Regions from separate parts of the Macaca mulatta genome. Here region 1 is linked to region 2. Evidence: chromatin contacts called from public Hi-C data. All regions are on one chromosome and are shown on one strand. The core of a region is the stretch at or near the end of the contact, and the rest is flanking DNA. Distances in the headings are between cores, read along the strand shown.

Region 1 (5,753 bases), core at 2,172-4,671, 35 kb before region 2:
CAGCACTGTGCTGCTTCACTTGGAATTAAGGATGAATTGGGAGGAGACAGTATGACATAGGTGGGTAGGCTGGGTGGTGAGGGGAACCAGTTCTAATAGTCCTGAACTCCACTCCAGCTGTTCCTGTTCCATACCGTCCACCGAGCTGGCCCAGTCCCTTTCACTCAGTGTGTCACCAAAGGCAGCTTCAAGGCTCGATGGCAAGAGACCACCTATAACCTCTTCACCTTCCACTGCCTCTTTCTGCTGCCACTGACTGCCATGGCCATCTGCTATAGCCACATTGTCCTCAGTGTGTCCAGCCCTCAGACAAGGAAGGGGAGCCATGGTAAGACTCCAATTCCCAGGCCTTAATCCTTAACCCCAGACCTGTTGCCTCTAGCATCATTTATCCACCTACCTAATAGCTATCTACCAGTCACTCAACTGTGGTGAGATCCTAACCATATGTCTAGCACCTGATGCTAATTTTGTTGAATCCTTTCAATTATAAACAGCTGAGTTAGCTGGACAAGGACTAGGGAGGCAATCAGTATTATTTATTCTTGAACACCATCAAGTCTTAAAGTAGACTGGGTAGCTTCACATTTCTATCATAATCCCTGGGGGTAAGAGATCATATAGTCCTAGGATGAGAAGGGGAAAAGGGTTTGCAGCATTCTCCTCCTTGTAGGAGGCAAGCTCTGTGTCACTAGCTATGCCCCTCCATCAGTTCACCCTACACTCAGTTCAGAAGCTTAGACTCTGAATTACAGTATATTTTCTAAATTCCTAGCCCCTGCTGGTGAATTTGCCCTCTGCCGCTCCTTTGACAATTGTCCCCGTGTTCGTCTCTGGGCCCTGAGACTGGCCCTGCTTATCTTGCTGACCTTCATCCTCTGCTGGACACCTTATTACCTACTGGGTCTGTGGTACTGGTTCTCCCCCACCATGCTAACTGAAGTCCCTCCCAGCCTGAGCCACATCCTTTTCCTTTTTGGCCTCCTCAATGCTCCTTTGGATCCTCTCCTCTATGGGGCCTTCACCCTTGGCTGCCAAAGAGGGCACCAAGAACTTAGTATAGACTCTTCTAACGAAGGGTCTGGGAGAATGCTCCAACAGGAGATTCATGCCCTTAGACAGCAGGAAGTACAAAAAACTGTGACATCAAGAAGTGCAGGAGAAACAAAAGACATTTCTATAACATCTATCTGATCCTAACAGAGTATATAGGAACAAAATAATAAGTCTTTAATACCATAAGATCTTAACATCTCACTTCTACTCCTGCTCTCCTAGTTCCCCCAAAAAAGAAATACTGACCAGTGTCTACTTTAAACCCTACCTGAAACTTGAGACTGTATCTAGTATAGAAATTCACATAACCAACCCAGGCAACACAGCAAGACCCCATCTCTACAAAAATATTAAAAATTTAGCCGGGCATGCTGGCATGTGCCTGTAATCCCAACTACTAGGGAGGGGGAGGCAGAAGGATGGCTTGAGCCCAGGAGTTTGAAGCTGCAGTGAGCTATGATCACGCAGCTGCACTCCAGCCTGGGGAACACAGAAAGACTCTATCTCAAAAAAAAAAGAAATAGAGTTCAGTCCCTAGAATTATCTTCACAATGATCCATACAGCCTTACTATGCTTTAGAACTTTCAATTTTATGATAGGAAAGTAATATTAAATGTAGAAAACAAAAATGGAACATTTATTCGCAACTCAAATAGTATGCATATAGGGTAAGAGATTAAATATGAACACAGCAAGTTCCACCCCAGTCCTATTTGTCCAAGGCTGCATGGTCAAATGGAATCTTGAAGAGAACACCTGGACAACAGAGGACCTGTCAGCGACGTCTCCGGTCTGGACTTCTGCTGCGTCTTCGGCCTCCTCTAGGGAAAAAGAAGCAGGGAGAAGAGTCCATCAGAGGGACATAATACTGCCTCCTCATTCTGTTTTGTTCATATTCCCTTCACCCAGTGTTTGCCCTCTTCATTTTACCTCCTCTTGCCTTTTGGTGGACCCCGAACAAAACACCAGTCAACGCTGATGGGCTGTCCCATCAAATCCTGGCCATTGAGTCCCTCCATAGCAGCCTGGGCCTCCTTGTATGTTTCATACTCAACTAGAGTATACCCCTGGGGAAAGTAAAAAGACAGATATGAAAACCCTCCTATTTCCCCAAGCATCACTGAGTACCTTTTTCCTCAAATCTAAACTCAGAAAAATCTATAAAATTTAAGCAATGAATGTACATCATATATCTCTGTATATATACAACATGTCTGTCTCTTTGGCGTGTCTGACAAAACATATCCATGTTTTAAATGTCATTTTATTTAATAAAATGACATCCAATGTCATTTTATTTTAACTTTGCTCTTGGCCAACCACAGCAAACACAGAACTACCAATGCTGTCTAAGGGTTATGAAAGAAAGGAGGCAATAAAGTGTCACTTAGGATACCTTCAGATATCCTGTTCGCCTGTCGAGGTTGAGGTGAATGTTTTTAATTTCCCCATATTCTGCGAATTTGTCGTGTATGTCTTCTTCAGTGGCTTCCTCATGGACTCCAGTGACAAAAAGAATCCAGCCTTCAACAGCTGTTGGGGGACGGGGGGAAGTTGTATGAGTACATGAGAGAAACGCTTCAAGCAGGCTCACGGGAGTAGAGTGAGTGTGGACTCAGATTGTTTAAGCTATCTCTGAACCCACTCCTACTGCTTAACTATTTTATCCCTTTCTAACTACTACCACAGGCACGGATACCTCACAGGTTCCATTATTACTCACAGCGTTGTGGTCCGGGTTCATCGCCATCCTGCTCCACGCTGTCATAATCCTCACGCATCCGCGCTCGGGACCCCTCTTCTATAAGGGACACACACGAGATCACCGAAAACTCCCCCTTTCTCCCATTGTTCCTATGAGTTGGGTGGGGACTCCAAAACCCGGGGCTCCTACTAGGCCACTCTACCCCATTCTCCCCACACTCACCGGAGCCAAAGCCGCGACCCTTCCGTTTCTTCGCTTTTTCTTTCAGTTTGTGAATGCTCTCTGGAGCCCCAGAAGATAAAAGAGTAAGTAACCATGACAGTCATTTGTAACGATCGTTTCTTTCCCAAGACACTGTCTGCAAGCCGACCCAAACCGCCTCCAGTCTCAGTGCCTTCCCGGTCACGCCCTCCCTTCTCCCAAAGGGGGCGGAATCTCTAATCCATCCAAGACCCGGTTCCCCGATTCCCATCCTCACAACCCGGGAGAAAAGAGAGTAAATTTTCCTATTATAGCCTTCTCTCACACCTTCCCCGCTACGCCCGGCCGCCTCCACTGTCCTCACCGTCCCCATCCTCATCCATGGCGAAATCTTCGCCCCCGGCCTCGTGAAGATCTAGCACGTCCGCCATCTCGCCTTCGATCGAGATCTCGTCTGTGCCGCTCAGACACTAGGTACCTCGGGAAACTGTCGCAGAGGGGAAAGGTCGCCAGTCAAGCTGACCAATCAAAGGCTAACTCTAAATCCCTCCCTCTGCACGGTAAAAATACGCAAATTGGGGCGGGCCTAGTTCGGAAAGATGCCGGAAGTGTTTCTGTGGCCATCTTGAGCAGGTCGCGAGCTAAATGCTGCCATGTTGGGAGGTGCAGACTACAGGGGTCAGTGGATTCCTCTTAACCGCGGCAGCTGCTGAGAGATACTGTACTATTAACAGTGAGGCCCGGCGTAATTTCCTTATTAGAGGGCTTCTTTATGTCTCTTCATCCCAAACTGGGAAATGGTCACTGAAGACACCTTTTTCTATCAAAAATCCCAGGCCTGTACCCTGTTCCGAGGCAAGGTGATGTATGATAGGAACGTCTTTAAAAAATAGTTTGATCAGCAATACGGGCATAAAGAGCTGCTTCTGGAACGTACTGCAGCACCTAATTTCTCTTCAGGAAACTAACAGACCTGGTTGCAATATGATTGGTGAGACCGATATCAATTTTTGTTTTTTTTTAAGATAAAACTCCCTGCCTGTAATCCCAGCTACTCGGGAGGCTGAGGCAGGAGAATCGCTTGAACCCGAGACGGAGGTTGATTATGTGGGCGTGGTGGAGTGCGCCTGTAATCCCAGCTACTCGGGAGGCTGAGGCCAGAGAATCACTTGAACCTGGGAGATGGAGGTTGCAGCGAGCCGAGATCTTGCCACTGCACTCCAGTCTGGGGGACAAGAGCGAGAATCCGTCTCAAAAAAAAAAAAAAAAGTGAAAAAGAGTAAAACGAAAAATAAAATTTCAAAGCGATTAGGAGACACTAATTTATTCTCCACGTAGGTAGTGTGATCATTTTAAAAATCAGTTGGTTACATATCTACTAAAAACCCTTTTTGTTGTTTTGAGACGGAGTCTCGCTCTATCACCCAGGCTGAGTGCAGTGGCGGTCTCAGCTCACTGCAACCTCCGCCTCCGGGGTTCGAGCGATTCTCCTGCCTCAGCCTCCTAAGTAGCTGGGACTACAGGCGCCCGCCCCCACACCCGGCTAATTTTTGTATTTTTAGTAGAGATGGGATTTCACCATGTTGGCCAGGCTGCTCTTGAACTCCTGACCTCAGGTGATCCACCAGCCTCTGCCTCCCAGAGTGTTGGGATTACAGGCATGAGCCACGGTGCCCGGCCTAAAAACCCTTTTTGTTAGAGGGGTCTGGCTATACTACCCAGGCTGGCCCGAAACTCCTGGGCACAAGGGATCCTCTGGCCTCCCAAGCAGCTGGGACTACAGGCGTGTAACCCTGCACCTGGTTCTTTCTTTGGCTTTTTGCTGCACTTAAAATAAAATTTTTAACTCACATAGCCTGCTCTGTGTTTTCAACCTGTTCTACCACCATTCTTCTCCGTCACCCATGAAGCTCTCCTTGCACTTTCGCCCAATGGTGGTGTGCTCTTTCTCATCCCAGGGCTTTTGCAACTTGTTTGTTTTTGTTTTCAAGACGGGAGTCTCTGTCGCTCAGGCTGGAGTGCAGTGATGCGATCTTGGCTCACTGCAACCTCCGTCTCCCGGGTTCACGTCTTCTCCTGCCTCAGCCTCCTGAGTAGCTGGGACTACAGGCGTGCGGCACCACACCTAGCTAATTTTTGTATTTTTAGTGGATATAGGGTTTCACCATGTTGGCCAGCCTGGTTTCTAACTCCTGACTTCCGATCATCCCCCCTTCTCAGCCTTCCAAAGTGCTTGGATTACAAGCATGAGCCACTGCTCCCCGCAGCTTTCTGTTCCTGGTGCTCTTCTCCTCTAGCTTTTCACATATTGGGTTCGAACTCATTTTTTTTTTTTCTTTGAGATGGAGTCTCGCTCTGTCACCTAGGCTGGAGTGCAGTGGCGCGATCTCGGCCCACTGCAGCCTCCACTTCCTGGGTTCAAGTGAGTAGCTGGGACTTCAGGCACGTGCCACCACGCCCAGCTTTTTAAAATTTTTTTAGTAGAGACGGGGTTTCACCATATTGGCCAGGCTGATCTTGAACTCTTTACCTTGTGATCCACCCACCTCGGCCTCCCAAAGTGCTGGGATTATAGGTGTGAGTCACCGCGCCCAGCCGAGTTCGACCTCATTCTTAAGGTCCCAATAGTACTGTCACCCAAAGGGATCTTCTGTACCCTCCTATCTTTCACTGTGTATTTCCTTCACAGAACTTAAATCAGAATCTTTTTTTTTTTTTTTTTTTGAGACAGGGTTTCACTCTGTCAACCAGGCTGAGTGCAGTGGTGCAATTATGGCTCACAGCGGCCAA
Region 2 (6,458 bases), core at 1,186-3,685:
TGTGTGAGCTGGTTCTCCCACCTATCCCATTAAGGTCCTAATCCCCACCCTCCTTGGCTCCTCTCACTTCTCTCAGCGCCCTGGCTCCCCAGGCCCACCTAGACTCTGGAAGCCCCCTAGCAGGCGGATCTGCTCAGTCTGCATGGAGTGGCGTCTCACCAATTTGCGCTTGGTCCTGGGGGAGCCTGGCGCCCCGGCATAAGGAGGGGCAGGCAACGAAGGCGCCCGACCTCCGGGTTGAGGGCGAATGTCAGGGATGGGAGGGTGGGGACTGACGTTGAGAGGGGGCAGGAAACCCGGCCGCGTTTGCGAGATGTGGTCCAGGAGCAACGTCCCCGAGCCCCTCCGCTCCAGCAGCCCCGGACTCCGCCTCCGTCCGCTTAGCGGAGATACTGCCCCTGGCAGACTCTCCTGGGACTGGCGCGGAGAGGGAGCGGAGCCGGCTGGAGGGAGGGTCAACGGGGAGGCGCTGTATCGGCGGCGCTCCAGGGACAGGCGGCTGGACTCAGGCGAGTCAGGGCAAAGGTGTCCGGGGGTGTCGAGCTCCACTGGCTCCATGCGGCTCAGTTTCTGCCTCAGCCCTGAAGGGGGACCAGACTCCTGAGCTTCTGGTGCTGTGTTTCGGCGAGAGAGAGGACCCCCGCTAGTCACTTTCTCCGCCCATGGGGGCGGGTCCTCAGGGCCTTCGGTGCTGTGACGTCGGGAAAGACGGGGTCGACCGGTCAGGGTCAGGCCATTGAATTCGGCAGTCAAGCGCTCGATCCCCGGTCTTCCTTCGGTGGGTGGGACTGGTTGAGGAGGGGCCACTAGGCCCCAGGGCTCGGAGTTGAGCCTTTTGAGTGGTTTGGGGGGGTGGCGTGGTGGTTTGGGGAGCGGCTCGGAAGGGGATGGGTCATCGGGGGGCTTAGGAAGAGGAAATTCAAATACGTCCCGCTTCTCCTCTTCTTCCTGGGCGCGAGGGGATAACATCCCACGCCCTCCTCCTCCTGCGGTCTGCAGTTGGATTTCCGAAGGCGACGTGCAGATCCCCGGGCTAGGAGGAGCGGGAGCAGGGTCCTCCACCCCTGGGGATGGTGGAGAATTGAGATACTGCCGGGTCTTCTTGGTGCCCGAGGGCGAGGTATCGGTGGTGATGATGATGACCTCCGTGCCCTTGGCCTTGCAGGCGTCCAGCAGTGTGGCAAGGGTCTCGCGGTCCCCGCGGTCCAGGGCGTGGACAAGAGCCGAGGCGCCCGCGTGATCTCGGACTGAGGGGTCTGCGCCGTGGGCAAGGAGCAGCGAGGCCACCGCGGCGCCCCCACCCCCGGCGCAAGCGTGCATGAGCGCCGTGCGCCCTAAGCGGTCTGCGATGTTGGGGTCCGCGCCTTGCTCCAGGAGGTAGCGTACCATGCGTGCCTTGTTCTGGGGGTCGTCGTAGCGAGCCCGACAGGCTGCCATTAGCGCAGTCTCCCCCTGCGCATCACCCTCATTCACGTAGGCGCCTCCCTCCAGAAGCAAACGGGCCAAGCGTAGCTTACCCTGACCCACCGCCCGAAGAAGAGCGTGGCCCTCGGTGTGCAACATAGCTGCGGCTGGGGTGAGGGCACAGATGGAGCCGGGACTGAGACCTGCCGAGGACGGCTAGGGGTAGGGGGTAGGGGGTGGGGGGTGGCTGGCAGAGGCCTGAGGTCTCAGTGACGAAGCCGATCCCTGCAAGAGAGACATCTTATTGATAGATTCCGCAGGGAAACTGAGGCACCGATGCAGGAACCCAGCGTGGGGTGGGGGAGATCTTCACGGCATACAGTCCTTCCTCTAACTCATGCCTTTGAGCCGGCCCTTCCCCCGCAGCGCATGCCTGAGGAGGTGGGAAGGGTGCACCCGCACTGAAGGACTAGCGCGCGTGCAAATGCGTTCGTGCACGCGCAGGGATGTCCGCACCCCCACCCTCACCCCATGGCTTATCAGACCTTTCCTCTATCCCCCTTTTCTTATCCACACTTGGGATCCCCCTTTCTAGGATGCTGAACGCCACCCACCCACATACATGCACCCTACAGCCACACATGTATTCTCATTCCTAACCTCTTTTAGCTTGCCACAACCCCAAAAATTGAGTGGGGGGAGGGAAGCAGACTGCATTTGAGACCTAAAACGGGTGGAGGGAGAACTGGGGGGTTCTTTTGCCCCTGCGATGTTCCCCATCACTCCTTGCTCTTTCCCCTCCCAGGCTGTGCGCCCAGATAGATACCTGAATGTCCGCAGAATCTCCTCCTGGCCAAGATTGGGGCCGTGGCCACGGGGCAGCCGAGGTGGCGGAGCCAGGTTCCTGGGGGCCCGCATGGTGTGGAGGGGGGGCACCCGGATTCCCTTGGTGTCAGTATCTGCGCCCCAGCGCCGGATCGTCGTCCCTCCTCCCGGAGCGCCCCGGGCACAGCGCCGGCTCGGGAGGAGAGAAGCTGGGGGGGGGAGGGGGGGCGGAGCTCTGCTGTGCTATTTATAGCCTAGTCTCTGCGGGTGGGGGCGTCGGGCACCAAACTGCTCCCCCACTCATGCACACATAAACCCTCAAAAACCTAGAGGCTCCAATCCTGACTTCCTTTTCTTAGCCGACCTCCCCTCAGCCCCAACAAACCTAAGTGTTCCTTAGGGGACTCCTCCGCGACCCAGACAGGGACCATCATCATCCAGATTCTTCGCTGAGCTTTAGCAGATCCCCATTCTCTGCACTTGGTGTGTTTATGCGCTCCTGTGCGCCAGACCTGACCTACCACGCACGGCACATGGCACACTGTGCAAGAAAGGTGTAGACAGGCTTTTTGGATCCACAGCCGGTGTCCATACTGTGCAAAGAGAGGCAAGAGATGTGGCTTTCTTCCTGTAGTTTAATTGTGAAGGAGACACGGTCTAGCCTGGAGTCAGACACAGATACACCCCCGCCCCATCTCTCAAAAACGGAACACCCATCGCAGAGAAACTCGGACCTCAGCTCCCTTATATAGACCTAGACAAATATGAGGAAGGTGGATATGGGGGCACTTTTAGACAGGGCAAGGGACATTCCCAGGTGCCTCCACCCCGTATTATTGTGGGCAGGGAGATAGGAAAGTGGCAGGAAGAAGAGCGAACCTGGTAATACACTCTGTCACATTGCACCTCTTTAATCTCAGTCTTGCTTAGTCGTCTTATTTTTTCCATCTTGCTTGAAGATCTCTGTCTGAAATGCTCCTTATAGCTTCTCTCTTCCTATCTGTCTATTGGTCTCTCACACTGTCTCTGCCTCTCCTTGCCACCTGCCCTGTCTCCATGGTTACCATAGCTTCCATCCACATATTTTAGGAATGAGTTTGTGTCCAGCTGGAAGGCACCAAGGAAAGTGGGAGAAGAAGAAAAATCCTAAGGTTTTAAAAAGTTCACTCAGGGTCCTGAGCTAATTCGGAGGCTGGAGGCCCCCCAGATGCAAGATACTGAAAATAATGTTCCCAGGTATGGGAGAGAAAGATTTGAGGGAAGCTACCCATTTTTACTAGTTATTTCTTGGACACGTGTCAACTATGTGCCATGTGCTTTACATACACTATTTTCAATCCTCACAACTCTGTAAGATAGGAACTATCATCTTCTTGTTACAGATGAGGAAACAGACTTCATAAGTTTAAGCAAGTTCTCCAAAGTTTCACAGCTATATTTCTGTTCTATGGCAAAGACTGGGCGCTTGCCGCTACACCTACAGCCTCCCAGTTTACAGGTCATTTTCTCTTACATCTGGGATATTCTTCTTGACTAACTCCTAGACTTCATCTCCATTCTGAACCCTTTCTCCCTTGTTTCTGTTTTCTGCGAAAATAGGACTCCTCCTTCCACGCTGCTCGCCTTCCCAAGGAGCGCGCAGGAAGTGGAAAGTAGTGGAAAATGCAGAAAAAGCTGGGCTTCTGCCCTGTCTCCCCAACTCTGGTACTCTGATCCCAGATCCTTCCTTTCTCAAACCTTCTGCCCACCTTCTCACAGACACGGCAGCAACCCACAGAAAAACATTTTTAGAAAAGAAGTATCCATTGGTGATGCTGGAGAGAGGCAGTGTATGATTGAAAGGAAGGCTGGAGTAATGGAGAGACCAAGCTGTGAAGCTAGAGTCACAAAGAGACTGATCCCTAAAGAGCGGCTTTCACAGGGGTTCATTTCTCCGTAGGCCCTCTCCTCTTTTGGCCTTTCTGTAGGGGCTCCCTCAACACGGTCCCTCGATGAGATACGAGTGTCACGTTCCCTTGGTGAACTCTTGCCGGCCAGTGGCTCCTTCCATCTGGAGTGAGACCGGAAATAAGTGACCCTAGATGATTCTGCAACCCCCATCTCCCTCTGCGACCCGCTTCGCAAGCTTCGGTTCCGGGCTTACTCGCTCCCTCCCTCCTTCTCTTCCTAGGCTTCAAGAGGGCGGACTTCCCTCCTCAGCTTCTCCTGCATTGGCCGAGAAAACTCACCAATAGGGAGCTCCGGGAGGCGGGCCTAGAACGCCACCGACTTGAGGAAGCCCAGTACATTTCAAGTTGGCCGCGGCGTGGGCTCCGCGTGGGGGAGGGACAGCAGGTAAGGCTCCGACCTGGTGGCTCTGACCTGGTTCGGTCCCACACTTGCCGAACTTGTTCATCCCGGCCAGGCTGCGAAATAGATAACGCTTTCCGTCAGGTTGTTGGATCAGCCCCCTTCTGGCTCCCTACCTTTTCTCCCCTGGGCCCCCATTTCTGTATTGATTGTATACTAGAGAATGGTAGTTTTCTGTCGCGCACGGGGAGAGACATTAAAGCAGAAAACGAGACAGCCTCTTGTACCTCTCTTTGCTATAGCATCAACTTCCTCCCAATCTATTAATATTATCCCAAGAGCCTGACAAACTCCTGTTATCTATGAAGACTAGCTGAAATGCTACCTGTAGTTTTCCTGGGCTGCCTTTCTTGCAAAATGAATTGTTCCCCCGTCTGACGATAGCATTTTGTGTATACCTTTATTGGGACACTTAGTGCACTCTCTCTCTTTAATGACTCTATGCCTTTTAGAATAGAAGGTTTTGTAGGATAGGTGCTAGTAGTTAATATATAGTGCCCAATAAACGTTAGTTAAATAGAATTGATTTTTGGCAACTAGCACTCTTTTTGGGGAGGCAGAATTTAAATTCCTAACATAAAATAAAAATAAAAATAAAAACTAACATAACTAGAGAACAATAAAAGACAATACAGTATGTAATTAAGAGCCATTAAATTAGTGGTTCATAATATTAGTGTTTCATAATTGTTTCTGCAATCTAGAGAAGGAAGAAAGCAGGGAGAACTGGAATGGTGAGGGGAGGCTTTATGGATCACAAGGTCTCAAGTTTGGAAAGGCCCATAGAAATAATGTATTTATTCATTCATTCAACAAATATTTATTGAGCACCTACTATATGTGAGACACAATGCTAAATCATGCTGATCACAGGGAATCCTCTACTAGAGCCATGCATCCTTCTTACAAACCCTATTTAGTAAATTGTTGCCCAGCTTCTATGTAAACATCTTTAGTAAGGAAACTCTCTTGTCTCTCTTGTAGGTCATTCCATGTTTTGATATCTGTTCTTTAGTCAATATCCAATAAATATTCTAAATAAGAACTATATAGCTAAAGGAAATGCATTCCACACTTCCACTGTAAACAGGGGAAATCTGGCTGGGAGCGGTGGCTCACGCCTGTAATCCCAGCACTTTGGGAGGCTGAGGCGGGCGGATCACCTGAGGTCGGGAGTTGGAGACCAGCCTGACCAACATGGAGAAACTCCGTCTGTACTAAAAATACAAAAATTAGCTGGGCGTGTTGGCGAATGGCTGTAATCCCAGCTACTGGGGAGGCTGAGGCAGGAGAATCATTTGAACCCAGGAGGCAGAGGTTGCAGTGAGCTGAGATCGCACCATTGCACTCCAGCCTGGGCAACAAGAGCAAAACTCCGTTTCAAAAAAAAAAAAGACGGAAATCTGTCCTTTTACAGTGGAATTGGTAGCATTCTTAAAAGCAAGCCATTTCTAGCTGGGCGTGGTGACTCATGCCTGTAATTCCAGCACTTTGGGAGGCTGAGGTGGGCAGATCACTTTAGCCCAGGAGTTCAAGACCAGCCTAGGCAACAACAAAACCCTGTCTCTACAAAAACTACCAAAAATAAAGAAAAAAATAGCCAAGCATTGTGGCTCAGGCCTGTAGTTCCAGCTGCTCAGGAGGCTGAGGTGGGGGGTTGCTTCAGCTGGGGAAGTCGAGACTGCAGTGAGCCAAGATTGCCACTGCACTTCAGCCTAAGCGACAGAACAAGAACCTGTCTCAAAAAAAAAAAAAAAAAAAAAAGAGGCCGGGTGTGATGGCTTACACCTGTAATCCCAGCTCTTTGGGAGGCTGAGGCAGGTGGATCACGAGGTCAGGAGTTTGAGACCAGCCTGGTCAACATGGCAAAACCCCGTCTC

Evidence for each region. Hi-C and Micro-C count contacts between places; a contact is called where the count stands out from the background.
Region 1: a contact with region 2 is called in a Hi-C map of fetal cortex germinal zone, with 1.7 times the contacts expected there. The contact joins the promoter of RBM8A here to the promoter of ANKRD34A in region 2. A contact is called at or near these places in 6 of 14 Hi-C or Micro-C datasets (CD4 T cells, blood, cortical neurons and 3 more).

Annotation. Positions count from the first base shown.
Region 1 is chr1:119,371,291-119,377,043 of T2T-MMU8v2.0, reverse strand. RBM8A (RNA binding motif protein 8A) reads right to left here and starts at 3,421. Exons shown (of 6, transcript XM_015150144.3): 1 at 3,328-3,421; 2 at 2,985-3,044; 3 at 2,781-2,858; 4 at 2,454-2,590; 5 at 1,988-2,124; 6 at 1,674-1,878. The coding sequence starts at 3,394. The coding sequence ends at 1,833. All of the region lies in intron 6 of LOC708768 (NBPF member 20), which reads right to left. GNRHR2 (gonadotropin releasing hormone receptor 2) reads left to right here. Exons shown (of 3, transcript NM_001032842.1): 2 at 118-328; 3 at 776-1,275. The coding sequence ends at 1,194.
Region 2 is chr1:119,334,680-119,341,137 of T2T-MMU8v2.0, reverse strand. ANKRD34A (ankyrin repeat domain 34A) reads right to left here and starts at 2,435. Exons shown (of 2, transcript XM_028847309.2): 1 at 2,231-2,435; 2 at 1-1,689. The coding sequence starts at 1,563. The coding sequence ends at 73. All of the region lies in intron 6 of LOC708768 (NBPF member 20), which reads right to left. It also overlaps a transcript of POLR3GL not described here.